Regions from separate parts of the Oryctolagus cuniculus genome. Here region 2 is linked to region 1. A link is a contact called in public Micro-C data. All regions are on one chromosome and are shown on one strand. The core of a region is the stretch at or near the end of the contact, and the rest is flanking DNA. Distances in the headings are between cores, read along the strand shown.

Region 1 (7,361 bases), core at 3,001-5,500:
CTCCCTGTCCCAACAGCATTTAAGGCCGTGGCACTTTGATCTGATTCCATCATATAAGAACAGGTAATTTCTCAGACCTGCTTCCAGCCTTTCTCAACCTAGCTTTCTCACCTGCATCATGGTATTGGAGAAAAATCACCTCACTGCACACAACAGACACCTTAGGATATTAGGGCTCAATTCTCTCCAAGGACCCACACAGAAGGCTGTCACGAGGTCCTCAGACAGTGTCACTGTCCTGCTAAAAATCCTCAAGTCATCCTAAGCCCGGCAGCACCAAAAGAACTATTTTCCAAGTGCACAAATCTAAGAACTCAGTTAAGAAAAAAGATATATACTTTTCCTTCAACTTTCAGCAACTAGGTCTTTGTCACTGGCTACTTTACTGTGGGTGTCAACTGTCTCCAGCTCTGAATGGAATATATTTACACTAAATGCATATGAATATACTGCCAAAGGGAGAGATCAGCACTTTAAGAAGTGAAAAATCGTCTGTATGTTGAATAACTATTAACTATTAATTTGACAAGCCTTTCCCCTCTAGCAAGTTTCCAACATCCGTATCTTCTGATGATCATAACTGCTAAGTGAGAATTTTCATTTCAAAAACATAAGTCCCTTTAAAAGCCAGTAATCCTTGATTCTCAGCCAGTCTGCAGTTCCCAGGAAACCAGCACTCCTCCCCACGGTGCCCACAGCACCTTCACCCGCGTCAGCTGTGAGCAAATCACGTAAGGACACAAGCAGCACTCCTTGAAAACAAGACAGTTTTAAAAGATGGACCAGTTTCAGTAAACACCAACACTTCAGTTTACATACGCAGAAATTACAACAAAGCAAGGCAGGCATGGTCGTGCAGTGAGTGTGACAGCAGGACTGCAGAGCCGGGACACACGAGGTTCCCATCCTAACTCAGGCTAGCAGGCAGGGTAGCTAACCACAACACTGCACTTCACCAACTCCGCTCCCCAAGGGGCCAAAGCGCGCGCGGGGGGGGGGGGGGGACAGACGAGATTTCCACCGCACTCCATCATGAATTTACCTGGTATCAGGTCGGGGGTGGGGGGCAGGGAGGACAGTCACACACTACTGCCCGACTGGAAGGAGGTCAGCCCAAAAAACACAACTGGACAGGCCGAGCTCAGTTTCCTGAGACCCAGTGCATCCTCCAGAACATGGCTTTGCTAGCAAGAACGTCCCTGTCTCATCAGCCACTTAACTCCAGGCAACCCTGCTCTCCTAAAGCTCCTGGCCAGCTACTGCACCTTGTGGGCAGAGTGGTAATCATTTTTAGCGTCCCTCCTTAAGAAACTGGTCGCGATTTTTTTTACGTCCAAATTAAGCCCATTAATTTTTTTTTACGTCCAAATTAAGCACATTAACCATAGTCTGTAGAAGCGGTTTGCTGGGTTAAAGAACACACTTTGCTACCGCCCTCACGCAACTAAAAAGTACACAGTAGGTGAAACCATTCGCTCCAAAGAGCTATTAACTCCCCGCTTTCTCGAATCCCCCAATGTCGGAGAGCCCCTGACTCCGGGCCCTTAGTGCCGCTCCCCACACCAAGTTCCCAGACAGAACCACATTTGGCACCGGGTCTCCTCCTGCCTCCCTGGGGGCTGCAAGCCACAACCACGAGAGATGCTGGTCGGTCTTAAAGAAGCACCTGCTCCACTCCCCCCGCCCTCACGGCTCTCCAGGGGGCAGCCACCGGGTGAGCGTGCAGGTGCACGACCGGCGGCCGCGGCACCGCAGGGGTTAAGTGCGCTCCCTTCCCTGTGAGCGGCCCGGGCGCCGGAGACCCAGCACCCAAAGACGGTAAGCGAAAAGGAGAAGGGCAAAAATACCCGGTGGCCGCGGCCCACGTGCGGGGCCGGGCGCGCGGGGAAGGGGGCCGTACCTCCGAACATGTGCGGCGAGAGGTGGGCTGGTAAGGAGCCGATCACCAGGCGCGGCCCGCCGGGGCCCCCGCCCGCCGGCCGGTCCCTGCCGCTGCCGCCGCCGCCACCGCCGCCGCCGTCCTCCGGGCTGCTGTGCACCGAGTCCTGCGAGCCGTACGGGCCGCTGCTGCTGTTGGGGATGTTGAAGGAGGACTGCGCCGCGCGGGCCCCCGACGCCACGCTGCCCACGGCCCCGCCGAGGGAGCGGCTCCGCGGGGCCGCCGGGGCCGCCGAGGCCGCCGCGGCGCCGCCCGAGGCGCTAGGCTGGTGCGCGCCGGGCACCTGAGCCGGAAACCTGCCCGCGGCCGCGGCCCGAGCTCCGCCGCCGCCGCCGCCGCCGCCCGCCGTTCCGTTGACCCCGCCGCTGCTGCTGCTGGAAGGTAGATCCGAGCCCGAGTAGGCGCGGGTGCGGCCGTTAGCGGCGGCCGGGCCGCTCTGCTTGGCGCCCATGTCCGCCTCGCCCCGGGCCGGGCCCGCGCGCGGCGCCCCGAGCTCCGGGAAGGCGGGAGCGAGCGGGCAGGGCCGAGGCTCCGCGGCCGGCCCACAGGGGCCCCCGCACGTCCAGGGCCGCCGCCCGGCGCCCCGAGGGGCGGTCGGTGCCCGGCGCGCGCTCTTCTCGCGGCCGAGGCCGGTGACTTGACGCGGGCGCGGGAGGCGAAGCGAGGCGAGGAGGGAGGGCCCGGCGGCGGGCGCCGCTCGCCGGCCGAGGCGGGGGTGGGTTCGCTCAGGTGGCCGCGCGGCTGCCGCTGCTTTCGGTTCTGGTGCGCCACGACGGGCCGCTGCCGCGCTCTGCCGCCGCCGCCGCCGCCGCCGCGCTCTGCGCCCTGGGCCTCGGCACCGCCTCCTCCCGGGCGGCCGCTGCTACCGCCGCCATCCTCCGGCTCCCACGGCGGCTCGCGGCTGAGTGGGAGGCGCCCGCCCAGCCTCCGCCGGGGCCACCTTCCCTCCTCCCCCCGCCACCCAGCTGTTATTAACGGAGAAAGAGGGAAAACGGGTGGCGCGTGAAGGGAGGAGGCGACGGAGGGGCGGCGCGCGCTTCCCGGCAACCGCCTCCCGGCCTCCCCCTCCCCTCTCCAGGCCGAAGGAGGGCCGGTAGGGCGGGGGCGCCCAGGAGGGAGGAGGCTCCCCCGGCTTCACACCGGAAGGCCGAGAAACCGCGCGGCTGCAGGGTGCGCCCGGGCCCGTGTGTTTGGGCTGCGTGCGAAGACCCCGCCCCCGTCCCCCCTCGCTCCGTCCCGTGGATTGGCTCCCGCCGATCTGGCTCCGCCTCGCGCGGCCCCGGCCCCGCCTCAACAAGGTAAGGCGGTGTGGTAGGTGCTGCCACCACCCGCGGACTCGATGATGGACAAGTCGCCGGCCCCGCCCCGCCGGCCAGGGCGCGCCCCCTCCGCCACCTCTGGCCCTACGCCGATTGGAGGATAGAGTCCTTCGGGGCGCCAATCAGAAGGCGGCCCCTCCTTCCACACGTGGCCCGCGGACCCGGGAGAAGAGCGTGTGCAGGCTGGAGCGTGAAGGCTGTGCCTGTGTCCCGAGCGTTTGACTTGGGTGTGTGTTACCTTACACGCTGATTTAAGAGATGAAAACCAGAGGCTCCGCAATGCTGCTAACACTGACAGAACAGCGGAATCAGGAGACAGGACCAAGGCGGCGGCTGCCCACCGGACCTGAAGGAGCCCCGGGCCTGGGGCAGAGCGGAGCTGGGAGAGCTAAGGTTGATCCCACCTGCCCCTTAGGGCTAAGTTATGGATAGGGAGCAATTTTTTTAACCTTTTTGGGTTTTAGCTTCCCTGCCTGGAATATTTGTGTTAAAACCCTAGGGCGTCTGCTGCCATAAAATCCTGTCGTTTCTCTAAAATGGGATTTAATAAAATTCCCAGTGTGTTCTTAACTATGGAGTGGCATTTTGACTGCCGAGCGTGGTCGGGACATTCGACCCACCTATGCTGAAAAGCCTTGACGTATCCTCTATGTGAAAATAATATGGGTTTGGCGCCTACAGTGCCAGCGTCCCGTATGTGCACCAGTTTGAGTCCTGACTGCTCCACTTCCAATACAGCTCTCTGCTATGCCCTGGGAAAGCAGAGGAAGATGGCCTAAGTCTTTGGGCCCCTGCGCCCATGTGGGAGACCTGGAAGAAGCTCCTGGCTCCCACCATTAAGGCCATTTGGGGAGTGCACCAGGGATTGGAAGCCTCTCTCTCTCTCTCCCTCTCTCCCTCTCTCTCTCTCCCCCTCCCTCCGTCCCTCCCTCCCTCCTTTTCTCTCTGTGTAACTCTGATTTTCAAGTAAATAAATAAATATTTAAAAAAAGAAAATAATATTTTTGTACAAATGACAGAAATACTTGGTCTTCCCTCCTCGCTCCCCATGTTTGCAATGAGCCATTTATGTAATGATTTTCTCATTCTTTCAAAGGGCATGGTAATCACGTTTTTGAACAAGAATATATGTACATGAAGAATATATGAATGGTTATGGATGTACACATGCACACTAAGTGTGAGAGCAAAGCGACTCAATGCTTTTACATGGAATATCACGTTAACATGTGGTCGTCATTCGTTTGAGCATCTTCTCCCTACAGATGCCCCTGCAGCCCCCCTACCCCGGCCCACCATCACAGACTGCCTTCTGTGTGTCCGTTCAGTGCTGTAGAGCAGCACGGATTGCAGTATTAGACCTCTTGTCACTAAACAGTGGGACCCAGGGTGGAGCTCACATCTGTACCCCTTCTGTCTCACACAACGCCTGAGACCTGTGATGGCACAGTAAATGAGAATGAATCATCGAGTGCATGCAGGTACTTCCTCCCTAGTCCTCCCTTGAGGTCACTTTCGGACTCCTGGACGGCTCCCTCGTGGTGGGCGCTCTGTCTCCACCCTCTGCTCTCCTCAGCCCTCTGAATCCCTGAACCTAACGGCAATCCCATGAAACTGTCAAGATGTTTCATCATCCAACAAATGGTTCAGACTTCACTTAAAATGGATAGCTTCATTAACAAACCCTTCCGGTTCTGCAAAAACTGAAGTACTATGTCGTCCAAATCAGTCCACAGGGGTGTACACCCCTTGGCAGAACTGAAGCAAGCTTTATGAGATAATGCCCATGTCACATGGAGCCACTCCATTTTCTGTTCCATTCTATTTTACTTTTGTAAAATCCTGCTCACCACCCACAGGACTGATTTTATAACCCACTAATGGGTTTTAATCTGCAGTTGACAAATGATGGTCTAAATGAGTGCTTTGCAAACTTGAGTACACAGAGGAATCATCTGAAGATGACATTGAAGTGTTGTGTGCAGTGAGTTAAGCTATGGCCTACAGTGCTGGCACCCCATGTGGGCACTGATTCCCACCACTTTTGATCCAGCCCCCTGCTGATGTGCTTGGGAAAGCAGTTGAAAATGACCCTAATACTTTTGGCCCCTGCACCCACGTGGGAAACCCAGATGGAGTTATGGGCTCCTGGCTTTAGCCTGGCCTAGCCTTGACCATTGTGGCCATTGGAGGATAAGCCAGTAGATGGAAGAGCTCTCTCTCTGTAACTCTGCTATTGAATAAATGTTTCAAAAATTTAATTTCCATATATTGAATTATAATTACTTCTTACGGTCAGTGACTTTAATTTCAAGCGAAAATTTAGTAAGCAATTTTGAACTGTCATTTATCAACAACTCAGTGGTTCTCATTTTTCAAGGTTACATCCCAAAATGCTGGTGGTGCTGCCACCAGACCTCAGACTGCACCCGGAGAAGCACCGGTCCTAAATGATGCTTTCCTTGGGCCGGCACTGTGGTGCAGTGGGTTAAGCCGGTCTCCCACATGGGTAGCAGGAACCCAAGTACTTGAGCCACCACCTGCTGCACCCCCTCTTTTAAAGCTGCACTAGATCAGACCTTTGAGATGTGGGGCAGCAGTTTTGTATAGGACTTAAGAGCTTGTGATGTTAATTAGTCTTTCCTTCAGGCCCAGTCTCACAAAGAGGCTGTCTTGCAGCCAGCTCCAAGACTACATTTTTTGCTAAATCTTACCATTCTGTCTTCTGTCATTACAGTGTTTAGAAGGTGGCCATGGTCCTTCCCCACCATGTCCCCACCCACCATGCGTTTATGCACTACCTGGTCTCTTCACCAAAATAGGACTGTTTGTAGAATTACCTGAATAGGCCTTTTTCGCCCTTATTATGATATTTTATTTTTAAATAAATGGACTGTCTAACACAATTTGCCTCAATACACATTACAGAAAGCACTGCTGAAGCAGTCCGGGCTGTGTTTGAGTTCTGTTTCTTCACAGGTGCAGGGCAGTACGAGAAGAATGAGCTCGGTGACTGATAGTCATGGGTGGGCGTTCCTCCAGCTACCGATGACGCACTGCGTGCAGGAGGAACGGGACCTGGAGCACTTGCAGAAGCCTGGCTACAATGTCCATTACTGCAGTGCCCCCACCGACATGCAGGAGGACTTCATCATTAACAGTGTCTTGAAGTCCTTGTATAACCAGTTACAGAAATGGCTCCAGACCCATTTGCATGCTGGTGAGCCTTGCCACAACTCCAGTTTCCACAACGGCCATGGGTTGTGCAGAGAATGAACTGGGTCTGTTTAGAAAGGCTTTGGAATGGGTTATTGACTCAGAAACTGGCTTTGCATCTTCCCCAAAGATTTTGAACCTGGTTGATTAACTTAAAGGCAAGAAGATGAGGAAGAAGGAAGCTGTGTAAGTGCTGCGGAAGTGTGTGCAAACAAATGACTGATTGAGATACTTGGCCCTGGGTTCTTCCCAGCCAGGCTCACTTTTTAGAGTGCATAAAAATTTGTGCTTCCCTTCTCTTCCACTCCCTCTCTGCACCTCCCAAAAAGAAAATATTATGCAAGACTTCACTGTGGGGACCGCCACCGTGGTGCAGTAGGTTAACCCTCCACCTGCAGCGCACTGGCATCCCATATGGGCGCCAGTTCTAGTCCCGGTTGCTCCTCTTCCAGATCAGCTCTCTGCTATGGCCTGGGAGAGCAGTAGGAGATGGCCCAAATGCTTGGGCCCCTGCACATGCGTGGGAGACCAGGAAGAAGCTCCTGGCTCCTGGCCTCGGATCGCTGCAGCTCCGGCTGTTGCAGCCATTTGAAGAGTGAACCAACGGAAGGAAGACTTTTCTCTCTGTCTCTCTCTTTCACTGTCTGTAACTCTACCTCTCAAATAAAATCTTAAAAAAAAAAAAAAGACTTCAATGTGATTAGAAACTTGTATCTTAAATTCTAAAACTAAAATTACAGTACTTAGAAATCACATAGTTGGGTAATTTCTCAGATAATTCAGTAGTCTGTATGTCTTTGTCAAACTTTTGTTCTGCCTTCTCTGTACTTTCATTGATTCTTTAATGAACAAGCAACAGGAGCCAATCACAACAGGATTATCAACCC
Region 2 (7,361 bases), core at 1,859-4,358, 250 kb before region 1:
TTGTGGTACAGTAACTTAACCCACTGCTTGCAATGCCAGCATCCCATATACGAGTGCCAGTTCCAGTCTCGGTGGCATCCAATCCAGCTTCCTGTTAATGCACTAGGGAAAGCAACAGAAAATAGCTCAGGTGCTTGGGCGCCCCTGCCACCCACGTGGGAGGCCAGGACAGAGCTCCTGGCTCCTGGCGTCAGCTTGGCTCAGCCTCAGCTGTTGTGGCCATTTGGAGAATAAACCAGCAGATAGAAGATCTCACTCGCTCTGGTGTTCTTTCAAATAAATAAATAAATCTTTAAAAAAATTTTAAAACAGGAAGTTTAAAAATACTAATTCATTCTTAAAACGCTTAATATATGCTAACATGCATAAAATAACACTTTTGTGAAAATAAGTATTTTCCAAAATAAAATTTAAAATAGTGAGAACAGTGATAACGTTGCATTTCTTAATTTCTAGTTTAATACAAGACAGCTAGACTTTCATACTTGCTTCTTTTACAATATCATGTTTTGATAAAGCACATTTAGAGATTCGTACATAGTTAGAAAAAGAATTTTAAAAGCTTTTCAGAAAATAATGGATATTTTTTATAAATGTATTTATTTGGGAGACAGACAGCGAGTGAGAGTGTTTGCTCCCAGCCCCTGGCTCACTTTCCAAATGCTAGGCCTGGGCCAGGCTAAAGCCAGGAGCCAGGAACTGAATCCAGGCCACCTAAGTGGGTGGCAAGGACCCAACTGCTTGAGCTATGATCACGCCTCCAAGGGTCCACAGCAGCAGGAAGCTGGAGATGGGGGCGGAGCCAGGCACCAAACTCAGGCACCTTATGTGGGAAGTGAGTATTACAGACTTTCTAACACTCTATCAAAACTCCCACAGGCGGTAGCTTTTTAAAGATTACTTTTAACTCAGAAGCTATAGTAATGAACTTTTTGTATTCTATTAAATCCATTAATGTATCTTAAGACTTTGAGCTAATCTTTTACCAATACCTGATTTTACAGTATCTGGAAAATACAGGTTAACTGAGTAATGCAGGTCTTCCAAATATCCCCCATTTATTACACTGCACCCCCAAAGCCCACATTTGTTAAAAACATCACTCATCACAACAATCTTTCAGTACCAAGGAGTCAGCCGCCAAGGGCAGAGAACAGACACAAGTTTCCCACAATGCTAAAATTTCCTGAACACTTGAATTTTACCACTGGCCACAAACACAGCTGTTTTCTTGAAGTCACAGGCTCGCTCATTCATTTCCCAAATAAGCACATATACATGAAGCACACACCACTCTCTAAATGAGTCATTAAGCACCCTAAAACCCCACTCCAGGGTCGGCTGCAAGTGCACGAGTTTTACGAGGGAAATCTGTAAGACAGGTCGAGGTGACAGGAGGTCTCATTTCCCTTATGCACAAACAGGAGGCTTCCCCAGATGAAATTCAAATTCCCTTCCACTGCCCCTGGACTCAGTATGATTCAAAATTCCTGGCACGTAACTGACATATGTGTGGTCTTGGGACATTAGAAAAAGAAAATATTTTAAAGTACCAAAAAAAAAAAAAAAAAGCAATCAAGCCAACAAAACCGATACACAAGGAGGTGGCAACAACCAAAAGCTGTTCCACAATCGAAGTTTACTCAGTTAACTAGATGCAGTCTTCCTAAGGTTGGATAATTTGCACTGCACTTCCAGGCTAACGTGGCAGAGGGAGGGGTTTGGGCTGTTTTTTTTTTTTTTTTTTTTTTTTTCCAAATCAGATGTCTTCTCCCTTCTAAATGGAAGGAAAAAAAATGACAGTTACAGAAAGGACAAAGGAACCACACCTAATTTTATTTGGTCGGTGAAGCTGGAAACAATGAATTTAAAACTTCAGCTCATGGCGAGACTTCAAAATCAGAACTCTAAGTCATTCGGGCTCAGAGCAGAGAGAAGAGACCGCAGAGTGGCAGGAGTCACTGAATTTACAGCAGCTATGCCCCAGCGGATTATATCCCAGTTCCACGCTCCGCAGCAAAGAAAAATTATTGCATCAGGCGCCCGCGCAGGAGAAACCCGTCTGGCGATTACTACCAGGTCATCAATCCCTGGGGTCCTACTCCAAGCTTCTGGCTCTACCCAAGTGGACGTGCGAGCCATCTGAAATCATCTTCCCCTTGCCCCCCTCTCGATGCTCGAGTGTACGCGGAGCCCCAGGGAGAGGAGGCCTGCTCCCCACCACGAGGGTCTCAGCCCCAGTCACAGCCTCCCGGGGCTACGACCGCAGCCGGAGATGATGCCAGGGGCGAAGCACGAGGAACTCACATCCTTCTCAGAAGAGAAAGTTGGACACCTCCCCACATCCACAGCCGATCGCCGCACTCCAACCCGGCCCCGAAGGCAGGCGGGGAACCGGCAGGGAGCAGACGCGCGCATCCTGCAGAGTACCGAGCGCCTGGCCCCAGCCGAGCGATCCGCCACCCGGGCTGCACCGGGCGCGCAGCCGGGGAAGCCCACCTTGGGATTCCTCAACGAGGACAGGAGGGGGACCCACGCTCCGACCCCAGCCCCGTCGGAGCCAGGAGGGGAAAGGAGCTTCGCCGGACGTCCGAGGAGGTCACCACCCACGGAGAGGGGAGGACCAGGGTCGGCCGGCAACTGGGGACTTAGGTCCCACCGGGGTCGGTGAGGAAGAAGGGTGAAGGCAGAGGGGCAGCCGGCGAGGTGGACAGGCGCCCGGGGAGGAGGGGGGGGCAGGACGGGCAGGGCTGGGAAAGGGCGCAGCACGCCGGTACCTGCTGGCGCACGGCTAGCCTGAGAGGCGCCAGCACCTCTTCAGCCCCGGCGCCGTCCATGCTGCTCCGGGAGGCAACGGCGGCGGCGGCGGGGACGGAGATCGGGGCGCGGACGGGCGAGCTGAGCAGCCGGCGGGGCGGACGCGAGAGCCGGGCCGGGAGCCGGGGCGGCAGCGGCGGCGGCAGCAGCAGCAGGACGGAGCGGGCGGCTCTAAGAAGCGCCGGGCGCGGAGAGGGCATGAGCCGGCGGCGCTGGGCGGCACGCAAGGGGCTGCGGCGGAAGCGGCGCGCGCTGCCCGGCCCGGAGCATGATGAAATCGCCGCGTCAACGCTGCGGCGCGCGCAGCCGCACTGTCCCCGCCGCGCGCCGCGGCGCCCGCTCGCCGCCGGCAGATTCGACACAAAGTCCCGGAAGGGCCGGAGTGCTGGGAAGGGCCGCGAGCCGGCGGGGTTAGCGCAGAGGCAAGTCAGGCCGGCTCTGGAGGGTGAGCAGGGCACCTTCTGGAGGGCCACGGCTCCACCCGCCGTGCCCAGGCACCGGCAGCGGGGGCCTGTCCGCTTGCCTGGACCGCCTGAACGCGCACTCGTGCCTGTTCCCTCGCCGCCTGCGCTTTAAAGGGGTCGTAAGCCTCCACAGCAGGTAGGGACCCGGTGGTGTTCAAGCTCGGAAGAGGGAAAGGGCCCCCGAGGTTAGTGATTTGCCGGGCGACACGCATCCGAGCCCGCCGTTGTCGGGACCCAGGCTGTGCAAAGCGAAGGAGGCCTGGGAGAAGGCGAGTTGCGCTCCGCCCCTGCGGGGTGCCCAGGATCCTAGCGGCCGGACCCCACGCCGCCTTCCAGGCTGTCAGCACGTGCGCGGCAGCCCCACCCACGCCCTGCCTCCTCGGAATCTTCCCTCCGGCCCTGCCCTGAGTCCAGCCGGGTCGGAGTGTGCACCGCCTCTGTGCCTGTCCGTGAATCCTGCTTCTCTGCTCACCTCGATCTGCGTCCCCCCGGTGGATTTGTAACACGCGGGAAGACAAGACCCTGGACCATCTCTGGGAGTCCACTCAGGGCTCCCGATCCACCCCCGCGTAATTCGGGGGTCCCTATATCCCCACAACGGTTTGGCTGCAAAAGCTGGGGTCCCCCCCCCGCCCCCAACACACACACACACACACAGAATGGGAAGAGGAAAATACTGTGTTGGTTATCAAGACAGCCTGGCGCACAACCACAAGCACTGCCACAGTGAAGGTGAGGGAAGATGCCAAGTGATCTGCGGGACAGCCCGAGGCTGCTCGGGGGGTGTGGAGTGGCTGCTGCAGGGCGGATCTGCCGGAGCTGACCACGCGCGCCTCCCTGTGATCCACATGCGGTCAGTCTGCCGTGGACAACACACCGCTCTCCGGCAGTGCAGGGGAAGTGTGTGGCTTCCTCCCTGTCCTCATTATTGGCTCTAAGGAATTAATGTTTCGTAAGCAGGGCAGGTGGCTATAGAACCTTCTGCAATATTCAGCAATTCACATTTGTAAACCTTTTATGTCAAGGTTTGGTGTTTACTCGTTATAATTTTTATGAAATTTTGAATTTTTCAAATCAGCCTGCTATCGATTTATGGGGAATTTCAATTCCCATCTGTGGTGTTTTTTTTTTTTTTTAAGATTTTTTAAATTTATTATTTGAAGGGCAGAGTTACAGACAGAGAGAAAGGTCTTCCATCCGCTGGTGCGCTCCCCAAATGGCCACAATGGCCAGAGCTGGGCCAAAGCGAAGCCAGGAGCCAGGAGCTACTTAGGCCGTTTTCTACTACTTTCCTAGGTCGTATCAGAGAGCTGGATTGGAAGCGGAGCAGCAGGGATATAAACTGGTGCCCATATGGGATGCCAGCGCCACAGGCAGAAGCTTAGCCCACTATGCCACAGAGCCGGCCCCAGAAATTTTAAGTTTTAATAGTTTTAGATGTGAACACATTTCAGTGTTAACTTTTATTTCCTTTTTGTTAAGGCACTCAAGTTCTGTATCCTTGGAATCTAATTTTTGTTTTCAGCTCTTTAAAGCAACGATGTCTCACCCATTTTCACGTGAGGACATTCCTGTGGGACTCCAGTCCTCCTCAGCCCCCCTCCTGCTCCTCCTCACTCCTGCGTCGGGGATAATTTTAAAAGACAACTCTGACCAGGGAACGTCATTAGGCCCTTTCTGGCCCTGAGCAGACCTTCCTGAAACAATCTTCCCTTGAAAACTGTTACCTGCAGACAGTAATAGCAGATCACGTTGTTGAGAGCTCGCTGTGTACCAGTTAGTGTTCTAAATGATCTCGTGTGACTTAGCTATCACTCCAGCGAGATCGACCCCATAATTATTCCTGGTTTAGAGCCGCGTCCTTCAGGACAGTGGGGAAATAAACAGCTTGTGCACTGCCCCAGAATGGGCTCTGCCTGCCAATGAAGCAGATTCACCTGAGTTAGCGAGGCTGGGAGTGGCCTGGGGCTCCTCCCTGGAATGCTTTCTTTCAAAGCCCATGAAGAGGGCATTGCCTAAAATAGTCCCCAACAACATGGCGCCTGGCAGATGACTGGGGAGGCGTGTCTGTGGCCGGCCGCTGTGGTTAAACTGTGGGAGATCGGACCACCTGCAGGGATAGGTCCGCTTGATCCCTATACTTTGCTTAAGGTGCCCCTGGGCGTGGTTCACCCCTGCCTGCGTGACCTTTTCACTGATTGGCTCCCCGACTGCGCACGTCCTTCGTAAGCTTTATAAGCCTGTATGCTTCCTCAATAAAGGGGTTCCTGCTTCGACAGAACTCACGGGTGCTTGTGGTGTGTTCATCACCCCTCGACCTTACCCTTCCCGTTCACTTTGTTGGGGAGTGTCTGTACTGGACCTTGCGGGTCAGGGGTCAGCCTCAGACCCCGACACTCGTATGCTCATATTTATTTTCTTTAAGTCCTTTTTCTTTGAGAGAAATAAATTTTGCATTTGTTGAGCCAATCAAGCATGCAGTTCAGCTGATTTTCACAAGAGAATGTCCTCTTGTAACCCACACCCGCCAGAGTTCCCTTGTGTGCCGCCTTAATTCGTCCTGTCCCCCACAAGCAGGCGATCACTATTCTGATTTCTTTCCCCTTAGACTACTGTCTTTTGTTCTACGCTGTTGTGTAAATGGAATCTGAGATTCTATTTGCGTGTGTCTGACTTCTTTTCTTAAGCATGATTTCTGAGAAATTATCCCATGTTTTGTGTATCAGCAGTTCCTCCTTTATATTGCTTTGTAGGATTCCATTGTATGAACCCACTGTAATTTACTGCCCTGTGACTAACACTGTCTAGAACATTCCTGAGCAGCTCTCTGAGTCACTGGTTGCCTGGGAGGGGAGAGGTGGCAGGGCTGGAGCCTTGAGTAGGATGCAGCAGATCTGGGAGGTCCCCTGTGAGAAACAGTAGAATGAACCCTTCTGGGGAGATGTGGGAAGGAGTCAGGCCAGTAGGGGAGGCCCAAGTGAGGCTGGAGACTGCGAGAGCTGAATCTTGTTCTCGCAACTTGTATGTTGAGTCCCAACTAGTTTTGGACTTAATGGTGTCCCCCAAATTCACATCTTGATTTTTTTTTAAGATTTATTTTATTTATTTGAAAGACAGAGTTAACGAGAGAGGTAGAGACAGAGAGAGAGAGGTCTTCCATCCACTGGTTCACTCCCCAGATGGCCGCAACAGCCGGAGCTGCACCGATCTGAAGCCAGGAGCTTCTTCCGGATCTCCCACGTGGGTGCAGGGGCCCAAGGACTTGGGCCATCTTCTACTGCTATTCCAGAGAGCCGGATCAGAAGAGGAGCAGCTGGGACTAGAACTGGCGCCCATATGGGATGCTGGCGCTTCAGGCCAGGGCTTTAAACTCCTGCGCCACAGCACCGGCCCTGATCTTTGTTCTTTAAAGATATATTTGTTTATTTGAAAGTCAGAGTTAGAGAGAGAGAGAGGCAGAGAGAGAGAGAGAGAGAGAGGTCTTCTATACACTGTTTCACTCCCCAAATGGCCAGGGCTGAGCCAGGTGAAAGCCAGGAACCAGGAGTTTCATCCAGGTTTCCCATGTGGGTGCAGGGGTCCAAGCACTTGGGCCATCCTCTGCTGCTTTCCCAGGCATGTCAGCAGGGAGCTGGATCAGAAGTGGAGCAGCCGGGACTTGAACTGGTACCCATATGGGATGCTGGTGCTACACACAGCAACTGAACCCGGCCCCCAGATGCACACTTTGAGGTTCTAGTGGCCAATGTGATATTTGGAAATGAGACCTTGCGGGGTGAGGGGTATTAGATGTAGACGAGGTTGTGGGGGTCTTCATGATGAGGTTGATGCTGTCACTATCTCCCTCTCTCTGCCACGTGAGGATGCCATGAGAAGGCGGCCATGTGCAAGAAGCCAGAAGAGTGCCTGTGTAAGGACCTGATTCTGATCTTGCACCTCCAGCTCTGGAACTGTGAAACAGAATAAGCATCTGTTGTTTCAGCCACTCAGACTTCGGTACTGTGTTGTGGCAGCCTGGGCCAAGCAATACAGCCTTCTGGGTTGGAAGGGAGGGAAGGGAAGAGAGAGAGAGAATTCATA

What was found. Hi-C and Micro-C count contacts between places; a contact is called where the count stands out from the background.
Region 2: a contact with region 1 is called in a Micro-C map of ear pinna, with 2.6 times the contacts expected there. The contact joins the promoter of GARS1 here to the promoter of ZNRF2 in region 1. A contact is called at or near these places in 2 of 6 Hi-C or Micro-C datasets (ear pinna and psoas muscle).

Annotation. Positions count from the first base shown.
Region 1 is chr16:21,601,855-21,609,215 of mOryCun1.1, reverse strand. ZNRF2 (zinc and ring finger 2) reads right to left here and starts at 4,250. Exons shown (of 5, transcript XM_070059697.1): 1 at 1,901-4,250. The coding sequence starts at 2,390. It overlaps LOC138845868 (a long non-coding RNA gene), which reads left to right and starts at 1,621. Exons shown (of 2, transcript XR_011383132.1): 1 at 1,621-1,818.
Region 2 is chr16:21,850,197-21,857,557 of mOryCun1.1, reverse strand. It overlaps GARS1 (glycyl-tRNA synthetase 1), which reads right to left and starts at 3,108. Exons shown (of 17, transcript XM_051852876.2): 1 at 2,778-3,108. The coding sequence starts at 3,017.